Regions from separate parts of the Mus musculus genome. Here region 1 is linked to region 2. Evidence: chromatin contacts called from public Micro-C data. All regions are on one chromosome and are shown on one strand. Each heading gives the region's core, a stretch centred on a gene start, on an enhancer-like site or on the middle of the called end of the contact. The rest is flanking DNA. Distances are from core to core; before and after follow the strand shown. Region 1 holds the start of Cachd1 (cache domain containing 1). Region 2 holds the start of Foxd3 (forkhead box D3).

Evidence for each region. Hi-C and Micro-C count contacts between places; a contact is called where the count stands out from the background.
Region 1: a Micro-C map of embryonic stem cells shows a contact between it and region 2, with 9 times the contacts expected there. The contact joins the promoter of Cachd1 here to the promoter of Foxd3 in region 2. A contact is called at or near these places in 5 of 484 Hi-C or Micro-C datasets (differentiating embryonic stem cells and embryonic stem cells) and 2 of 115 datasets of contacts at active chromatin or transcription factors (both in embryonic stem cells).

Annotation. Positions count from the first base shown.
Region 1 is chr4:100,775,365-100,779,986 of GRCm38.p6, reverse strand. Cachd1 (cache domain containing 1) reads right to left here and starts at 3,308. Exons shown (of 27, transcript NM_198037.1): 1 at 2,619-3,308. The coding sequence starts at 2,858.
Region 2 is chr4:99,654,633-99,659,793 of GRCm38.p6, reverse strand. It overlaps Foxd3 (forkhead box D3), which reads right to left and starts at 3,495. Exons shown (of 1, transcript NM_010425.3): 1 at 1,123-3,495. The coding sequence starts at 3,169. The coding sequence ends at 1,760.

The DNA of each region.
Region 1 (4,622 bases), core at 2,059-4,558, 1.1 Mb before region 2:
CAAGAACTACGTGGTGGAAACCATAGAACTGAAAGGCTCTTTTGCCTTTGTGAGCTATCCCGGTACAGCCTCCGGTGAGCATGGTGTGCAGCTATTGGAGCTTCGGCAGAAACACAGGCCTCAGTGGGAAGCTGCTTTGCAATTTCTCAAAGTCAAGAGCTGCTTTCGGAAAATTTCAGCAACAAAACAACTTAAAGGTCTGGAAACTGGCCTTGAGAATTAACAGGTCTACAGATCTCATAAAACACCAAGGTTAAATAAAAGGAGTCAACACCTTTGGGGAGAGGGGAGGGCATGCAGACACTTTCTTCCTGCAGAGGGGGGGAAAAAAGAAAAAAACCTTGTTGCCCCAACCATCCAACTCAACTTAAGGGCATTTGTCGCCGACTGAGTCTCTATCTGTAGAATCCACATTCTAGAACAGAGGGTACATTGCCTTCATTTTAGGCAACTGGCCCACATTTACTTCAGATACCAGACATCTAACTAGCACTGGATGTATTATGCACAAGTACTTCTCCCAAAGCTGACAGTCTGGCTACTTTAAAGGGGGTTCTTCTCACAATTTCCCAGATAGGAGCAAGTGGCAGATCAATGTATATAGTTCAAGAAGGGGAATTTAAATACAGTAAGCACCTCTCCTTTGAAAAAAGGAGAGAGGCCACTTTACATTTTGCCAGACAAAACCCTGTCCACAGGAGGTCCGTTTTCCCAACGGGGTTGCAAAGGTGTTAGAGAGGGGCCAATTGGAAAAGAGATAAAGGGCCATTTGGGCACACACACACCCACCCCACCGACTCCAGCTTTTTTTTTTTCTTAGTGTTTAAAGTGTCTCCCCACCTGAATGACAATGCGTCAGGATCACCTTTTGTCAAGGACCAGGGTGAGAAACCATAAAATTGCTGCCAGAATCTTAGAAATAGCAAGCCTTTAAGATTACAGGAAGGGGGGGGGGGGTACCATCCCTCGTCCTGTCCTAGGAATTGAGTGAAGATGGCAAAGGCGACCTAATCCTGAAAGCAAAACTTCAGGTGGCACCATTTGAAATCCCTTTTGTGAAAAAAAAAAATCCTCTGTGGGAAAACACGGTTCTGTTTGTTTCTAAATTAACGCATTCACCAAGGCAAAGCAAATCTAGATGATTTTACTGCCTCCCAAAGCCCTCCATCCCTAGGTCAGGGCGCCAGCAACCAGAAAATGCACATGGAAGAAATTAAAACTGAACCTAAATCAAGACGAGAGTAGGAAGCAATAGAAAAATGCATTTTAAAAGAGTAGCTGTTATCATGGAAATAAAGAAAATCCCCCTCCGCAGCAGGTCCGGGCTGGATTTCTACAAATAAATGTAAATTTACCCTCCCAGCAAAGCAATCTCTCCACCTTAAAAAAGCTAGGGCCGAGGTGAAACTTGTTTTAAGCATACTGCATGCAGCCTCTTAGGGGGCCTGGGTGGAAGTAGGTTTCTGGGCTCTTTTTCTTTTCTCTCTCTCTCTTTCTCTTTTTCAAGAAAGCCGTCAGAAACCTGAATCCCAAAGAGAAGCAAAACATCTCGCCCGTAGGAGGTGGAATGGTCACTCTAGGTTCGAAATCAGAAACCTATTTTGACACCACATTCCTGAAAACTTCGGCCTTTCGAAGGCCAGTCCCGCCACCATTATTACGGGAATGAGTTAGTTGTCTGGAGCACTAGGCTGTTTCGCTGGCTTGGTACTCGGAGTGTCATCTCATCAGTTCCTAATTGAGTGGGCCTTCTTCGCCAAGAAGATGAGAATAACGGCGCGATAGGATCTCCAGGTGGTTGCTGTCTAGCAATTTTTACAACTGTGGGTTATTAGTAGCATCGTCAGAAATCCTTATCAGCCAAAGGCAATTAATCTACAACCCTAGGGAAGGCCAAAAGACGCAGGGGGAAAAAAATGGAAACCCTATTCACCTTGCCCTTCCCAGCGAAGGCACACACAAACCAGAAATTACACAGCGGACAAGAGGCGACCAATGGCCGCAAGAGCGGAAAGAAAAAGAGTCCCCAGAAGGACTGGAGCGGGGGATCCGCCAGATCAGCCCCTCCCCTCCCCCAAAGCGGCAGGGCAGGGAGAGCGAGCCCCGGTTGCTGGGCCGCCCGGACCCCAACAGTCCTGCGGCCCAGGCGGACAATCTACCTTCGCTCCCTCGCCCACTCGTGCGCCTGGTCTCCAGGACGCTGGGAGGTTTCAAGAGGGTGGAGTGGGGGAGCCTTGGAGAATGCCCCGAGCCGGGCGGGACCGCTGCCTAGGGATGGGAACACAAAGAGGAAAGGGGAGTTTGCAGGAGTGACGAGTGAAAACAAATCTGCGAAGGAAGAGAGTGCAAACTGGGGAAGGAAGCGCGGATAGAGCAGAGAATCCCCAGCCAACAAGAAAGGAGCCGGGGCCGAGAAGAGGGGGAAAGTGGGTGCGGGGCAGAGGCTCTGCAGAAGAGGGCAGCGGCAAATGAGTACACGGGACAGAGAGCACTGGATGTGGTGAAGTCTGCAGGAACCGAGAGGTCCCACAGCCCGCTTGGGCACTCCGTGCAGCGGCCCAGGGCTCTGCGCAGCGGGAGAGCGCTGCAAGTGAGGCGGCGCGAAGGGGGTCGCTTACCTGCATGGTGACCACCCCCAGCTCCTCGGCAGCCAGCCTCCGCATCTGGCTCGCCAGCACTTGCGCCTCGTCCAGGATGGAGAAGTCGGCGTCGGCCACGGCGCCCAAGATCCAGCATGCCACAAGGCAGAGCAGCCAAAGGGGCGGCCGCGGGGCCCCAGGCCAGCCAGGGCAGCGAGGACAGCGGCGGACCACAGCGGCCGGCCTTACGGTCTCCTCTTCCTCCGGCTCGCGGGCCATGCCGCCTCCGGCCACTCCCGCCGACGGGATTCGGGCGCTGGCCGCGGGAGGCGCAGCCCGCCAAACTTTCCTCGTCTCCTGCGCTCTCGGCTCCACGGCGCGGCGGCTGTAGCTGGAAAACTTAGGGGGCGCCCGGCTGCAGCGCGGGCGCGCGGGCGGCCACCATCGCCCGGCGGCAGCGGCTCGAAGACCGCGGCGCCCGCAGGCCGGGCGGGCGGCTGAGAGCACCGGCGGAGCGGCGCCGCCTTCGCTTTCCCGAGTCCCGGCGCAGCCCGGAGACGGCGGCGGCGCCACCAGTGTAGGCGCGGCGAGGCGACCGGGGCGGTCTCCCGGCGAGGAGGGAGAGGGAGGTTTAAAAGACCGAAGTGAGAGAAGAGAAAGGAAAGAAAGCGGCGGGGAAAAGGGAGGTGTCTGGTGCCACCACGCTGCGCTCCGGCTCCGTACACTTCCCGGCTCCGCCGCTGCCGCTGCAGCGGTGATTTATGGAAAGAGGAGGGAGGCGGGGAAAGTCCCGCGCTCGCCCCTCCTCTCCCTCCTTGCACGGGGCGACGCCCTGGGACGCTGGGGGCCCGGGATACTGGGGGACCTCGCTTGCACAGGACCCTTCTGGCCTGAGAAGGGGATCATTTGAGACCTTCCCATAGCTGGCCACGCGACCGCCCCCACCCCCTGACTCGGCCCGTGCAGGAGATCTCGGGTCCCAAGTGTTACAGGTTCCACCCACCCACCACCCAAAGTCCCTTTTAAGTTCGAGAACTCGGGCTTTCTGCCTGACCCAGACCTAGGAAGGGAGCAACTGTCTTTAGAGCTTTAACTCCCTTTCCTCATTTTTTATTAGTAACAATAGCTCGCCCTCGTGGGCACAGCGGACTTGGTTTGTAACCAGCTATCATGTGGCCAGCACAATACTCTGAGGTCTACATTCAGTGTGTGTGACTCATTATCCTTTAATCCCAGGACGAGGCTAAGAGGTTGTATCTTGATCCTGAATTTTCAGGTAACAAACTCCGAGCCTTAGGGAGTTGCAACAAATAGCTGAAGGTCACCCAGGGATAAGCTACTGACCCAGAGTTTAAGCACAAGTATTACTTTCAGGCCTGTGCTCTGACCTTCCACTGGATGTTTCTCTCTCTCTCTCTCTCTCTCTCTCTCTCTCTCTCTCTCTCTCTCTCTCCTCCCTCCCTCCTTCCCTCCCTCCCTCCCTCCCTCCTGCCCTCTCTCTTTGTGTTTGTGTGTATAAATCCATCTGACTCCATTACAGGCAAAAATAACAAATAAAAAATAAAAACGAAAACAAAGCTGAAGTTGAGCTCATAGCATCCTCCTGCTTTCATAAGCATGGCAGGTATGGCTCCTGAGTACTGGATCAGGCTCTCTGAGAGCCACCATAGAGAAACAAGTGTGTGCTGCAGGGCGAGTGTCCCTGTATAAAGCATTCATTCACTTTCCTATAGACTATGAATGTGCTGCTTCAAGAGTCCTAGAAACTACAGCTATGGGTAGGCAAATGTGAGGGGAGGGGGTAACTGAGAATGCCCCCCACCATACTCTTATGTTTGAGTACTTGGTCCCCAATTTGGGGCTGTTTGGGAACAATTAGAAGGTGTGGTCATTTTGGAGGAGTGTGCCACTAGGGATGGTCTTTGAGGTTTAAAAAAAACATTCTGGAGAGATGGCTTAGCGGTTAAGACCACTGACTGTTCTTCCGAAGGTTCAGAGTTCAAATCCCAGCAACCACATGGTGGCTCACAACCATCCATAATG
Region 2 (5,161 bases), core at 2,246-4,745:
GCTTCCGAGTGGGAAGCGAGGAGTGGACACGACTGCTGACATTGCTGGGTTTTACCGACAAGACGCTCGCAGGGTGGAATTGACATCGCTGCTACCTATGATTTCGGAGTTAAAAACTGATTTCGCATAAGTAATTGTAACAGCTAATTAATTACAAAATAATTAGAATTGATGCCGTTTGAGGGTATGCTGGTGGTGGCCCAACAGACCTCCCATGTCTAGACCTTTCATTTCTACTTAACCTAAAACATTGAAACAGCTGAAATGCATACCTAAAATAATCTACAAGGATATTTCCTACTCCTACCTTAGATCTCTCTCTCTCTCTCTCTCTCTCAAAAAAAAAGCATGAATCTGGCTAAGGTAGAAAAAAAGGGCGGAGGTAACATGCACCTGGCTTTAGAAGAGTATTATGATTCCTTGGCCTTCTGAAAGGCTCGAGAGGAGGGGTTACCGGTTCGGGAATCCTCTAGATATCTAGTTATGTGAGTTGATAATTGCAATGGAAAAAGAGGGATTTTACTTGATATTTTTCTGGGAAAAACAAAAAACAAAACCCTACGATCTATTGCCTATCATCGTAATGCAAGATACTATTTCAATACAAAGGCCAAAATGGTACCATGTGAGTTTAAAAATCAATGAGATTTAGCATTTCCAATGAAGGGATGAAAAGGAATTCCAAAAACCCGAGGTTTAAATGCTAAAATACGAGATGTTTGGAATTTTGTTCTTGAAAGGACAATTCAAATGACCAAAGACTCCTTGTAAGTTTGCCTAGGGGGTTATATTCGACCAATGTTCTTTAAAATGAACAAGGCTGCTTTTGCCTAGATTTTTAATGACAGCACACTTTGCAGGAGCTGCGAGTCATTCACAGTGGCTTGATATGAATGGGATTGTCATCCTTATCCTGGTTATGTGAAAAGTCACATATTAATATAATTTAAATTAAGTACGCTCTTTCCATTTTCAAATTCAAATGTTTCTACACCCAAATTGTGAATTTGCAACGTTTGAAAAGGTCATTACTTAAGACTGCTAGATTTTCTGGGGAAGACAATGCAAATTCCATTGTAAAATCTTGCCATTTGCTAGACACCTAATTAAAACACTAGGCTGAGCATTTTAAAAATTTATTTACAAAATTGTGTACAACACGATGGAATAACATTTAGAATACCATATATATTCATTCATATATAAACAGACTTTTATAATACAATGACACTTCGCCTTTTTGAAAAATTTTTTTTGGATTTAAAATCTCCCAACGTCTTTATACATTCTTTTTCTCAGATAAAACTGCGCAGAGTGAACCTTCAAAAAAATATGAAAGTTCAAAGCTCTAAATCTACTGAATTGCTTTTTATTTTCTTAAAAAAATAAAAACCCCAAAAGGAAAGTCAATGATTTTTATACAAATATGTACAAAGAATGTCCCTCCCACCCCCACAGTACTGAGAACACAGGCGCCGTCGGGGTGCATTTTTGGAAATTCGGTTATCAGTTTTACCTGTACGGAAAGTTATTCCCAGCGGACGCGGGTTGAGTTTGCTCCGCCAGCTTAGGTGAGTGAGGGGATGGAGGCCGCTGTTGGTCAGTGTTGGGGAGTCGGGGGCGGGTAGCAGAGTCCAGGATTGGGTAGAGGGACCAGGACCAGGACCAGGACAGATGGACCAGGATCAGAGAGGGCGTACCGCCTGGAAGAGCAGGCTGCTGCCAGAGGCCGCCGTCCGGCCCGGCCACTAGCTCATCACTATTGAGCGGGCCACTTGGCTTGCACGGCGGCGGCCGCAGCCGCTGCGGCTGAGGCTGCGGGCTGCAGGAACTGTCCAGACAGCGGCACGCTCAGAATGGGCGCGATGGTGGCAGTCGTCCGGCTCAGCGACAGGGGCTGGTGCGTGGCCATGAGCGCAGCCGACTGCACAGTCCCGGGCGGCCGCAGGAAGGACTGCGCGCCGCCGCCGCCCCCACTGCCCCCGCCACCCCCGGCTCCGCCGCCGCTCCCACCACCCCCAGCCGAGCCCCCGGGCGCCGCGGATCCCGCGCCTATGATGTTCTCGATGCTGAACGACGGCCGCGCACTGGGCTCGGACTTGATGAGCGACGTGGTGCCCGCCGCGCCCGCCGTGCCCGCGGCTGCCGCGGCGGCGCCCAGGGTGTTGAGCTGTAGCTGCAGGCTCGGACCGAGCTGCGAGCCGAAGGCGGCCGCTTTGCGGCCCAGCTCGCCCGAGGGCAGCAGGGGCACTGCGGGCGGCAGCACGGGAGCCACGGGTGGTAGCGCGTACGGGTACTGGAGCGCCGCAGCAGCCGCGGCCGCCGCCGCCGCCGCGGGGTGCGAGTAGGCGCCCGCAGCCGCCGCGGGGTGCAGGCCGTAGGGGCGGCCGTAGGGTCCTGCGCCCGCCGCCGCCGCCAGGCTGTAGGCTCCGAAGCTCTGCATCATCAGCGCCGTCTGCTCGCGCAGGTGCTCCTGCTGGTGGCGCTTGAAGCGCTTCCGGCGCCGCAGGAAGCTGCCGTTGTCGAACATGTCCTCGGACTGGGGGTCCAGGGTCCAGTAGTTGCCCTTGCCCGGGTTGCCCGGCTCGCGGGGGATCTTGACGAAGCAGTCGTTGAGCGACAGGTTGTGGCGGATGCTGTTCTGCCAGGCGGGGAACTTCTCCCGGTAGTACGGAAAACGGTTGCTGATGAACTCGCAGATGCCGCTCAGGGTCAGCTTCTTCTGCGGGCTCTGCAGGATGGCCATGGTGATGAGCGCGATGTAAGAGTAGGGTGGCTTCACCAGGCTGTTCTTGGGCTTGTTCGGGGTCAGACCTCCCGTCGCCCCGCTGCCCGCGCCGGGCCCACCGCCGCCTGTCACCGCGTCCTCGCCGCCCTTGCAGCCGTCGGCCTCCGGAGCTCCCGTGTCGTTCCCCGGCCCGGTCGCCTCGGTGGGCAGTGCCAGGGCTTGCGGTTGAGACTGGCCGTGATGAGCGCTCACCGGTGGCCCTTCGTCCGCCTCGTCCAGGCGCAGGTCCGGAGGCCCCGCGGGGCTGTCGCACCCGGCGTCGCTGTCCTTCTCCTCCAGCCCGTCGTCGCCCTCGCCCACCACATCGATGTCCACGTCCTCGGCCGTCAGCACCGTCTGGCCGGACATATCGCTGGCGCTGCCGCTGCCGGAGAGGGTCATCCCTCCGCGGGGTTGGTGGCGGCGGCCAGGAGCGAGCAGAGAGCGAGGGGGGCCGCGAGGGGCGGCCGCGGAGCTCAGGCAAAGGAGGTGTGAGTGTCCCCCGAAAGAAAGCCGGGGGGGGGGGAGAGGGCACAGGTAGCTCGGGGCCCTGTCGGGTCAGCTCACACGAGGAGGCCTGGCATCGCGCGGTGCGGGCGCTGCGCTCCGCAGCCGCGCTCCGCGAACTCTTGCGGTCCTCGACGCTTCTCTACGAGGAGACAGCTACTGCTCGCGACCCCGGAGGTTTCTCCACGCCGCACCCCCTCACTTCACCAGCCTTCCTCGACCTCTGGTTTGGGCGTGGGGTTCAGGAGCGGTCCAGGCAAGCGCGGGACGCCGGGCTCCAAGCAGCTCTGGAGGGCGCGGGCATGGGCGACCGCGGGGTTGGGGGTTGGGGGGGTGGTGACAGGGAAGCCAAGCCTGGGTAGTCGAAAGTCCCGTTTTAAGGACTGGCCTGATAGATTACTTTCTACTTAAAGATCCAGAGGGAGGCGGGGCCACGTGACCGCGCGTGACGTCAGGGCCGCCGTGGAGCTGGCCAAACTCAAGTTGGTTCAGGGAATTGTCAACAAAGGGACGACAGAAGCGCAACTCCTCACCGACTAGGCGCTAGCATCCCGCAGGCCCCGAAAGCTCTTCGGGCTGTTGGGAGACCCCTGCCCACGCTGGAGCCGGGTGTGGGGTTCAGGGAGGGCGTGAGAGTGGGTGGGTGGGGGTGGAGAGGGCGTGGGCCTAAGAGTGTCCTCCGGACTGTAGGGCTTCTTACCACCCTGCCCTCTCCGCCCCCTGCATTTTTCTTACTACCCTGCCCTCCCCTCTTTGCTAATATTATATAGACCAACTGGCAATGCAGAACAAGGTTGTGATTTAAAAAAAAAAAAAAAAAGAAAAGAAAAGAAAAAAACTTACTATTTTGATTTGCTTTGGGGTTTTGTTTTCGATTCAAGGATTAAAGGAACACATCCGGCTTCCTTTTGCTAATTAGGCCTCAGACCCCCTCCTGTTTCAGGGCTATTCCAGAGAAAAGACATCTGCTGATGTGCCTCGCATCACCCCCAAATCTAACTACTCAAGTCTTACCCTAGCTTTCCGGGCACGACGCAGGAATATATATATATATATATATATATATATATATATATATATATTCGCAACGGTCACAACACCATCAGCTGGGGTTTCCCGAGGTCAGAGAATAGCTATCGATTAACCTATTAGGATAGTTGCAGAGAAATAAAAAGGACGTAAAATAGCAGGGAACCTATAAACAAAGACGTCATAACTGGCTGTTGGAGTTGTTAAACGACTTAGCACAGAAAAAGTCGGAAATGAGCTGGAAACGGAGCAGGCATTGGCAGCGGTCTTGGGTAAGTGGAGAGGATTGGGGAAGAGGCTTTGGGCCTTGTTATTAGACGTGGCGCACCGACTGGGGGGGGTTGGAAAACTGGGGGGAGCTGGCGTATACTTCCGAGTGGAGGGCACGACCTCCAAGGAACCACAGTGTCCCAGGGCGTGCTGGCGGGAGTGGGCTCACCTCTGCTGCTAACTAATGTGGGTTATCTCTTAAAGTGTGAATAAACTATCCAAGACTTAACTTCTGTAGAAATCTGCGCCAAAGAAGAGGCGAGGATGTGTCCAGCGCACGTGAAGTACAAGGAATGTCAGCTCTGGTAGGAGAGACTGGGAAATCCCAGAGATGCTGGGGTGGGGACTTTAAAGTGACCCAGGGTCAGCGCCTGCTGTTGCTGAGGTGAGTGGACTCGGTACGTCCGTCCGAGGGGAACTGGTGTTCCCAGCCCGGAGTGGTTTGAGATGACCTTGGTCGCCCTGACCAACCCCACCCCCCTCGCTTTTAGGCCGCTTCTTTGTCAGAGGAGAGCACTTACCGATTTGAGCCTTCTTGAAACCCGATTAATTTGTGTGCTGAAGGCCTAGGGGAAGGATCTATGAACC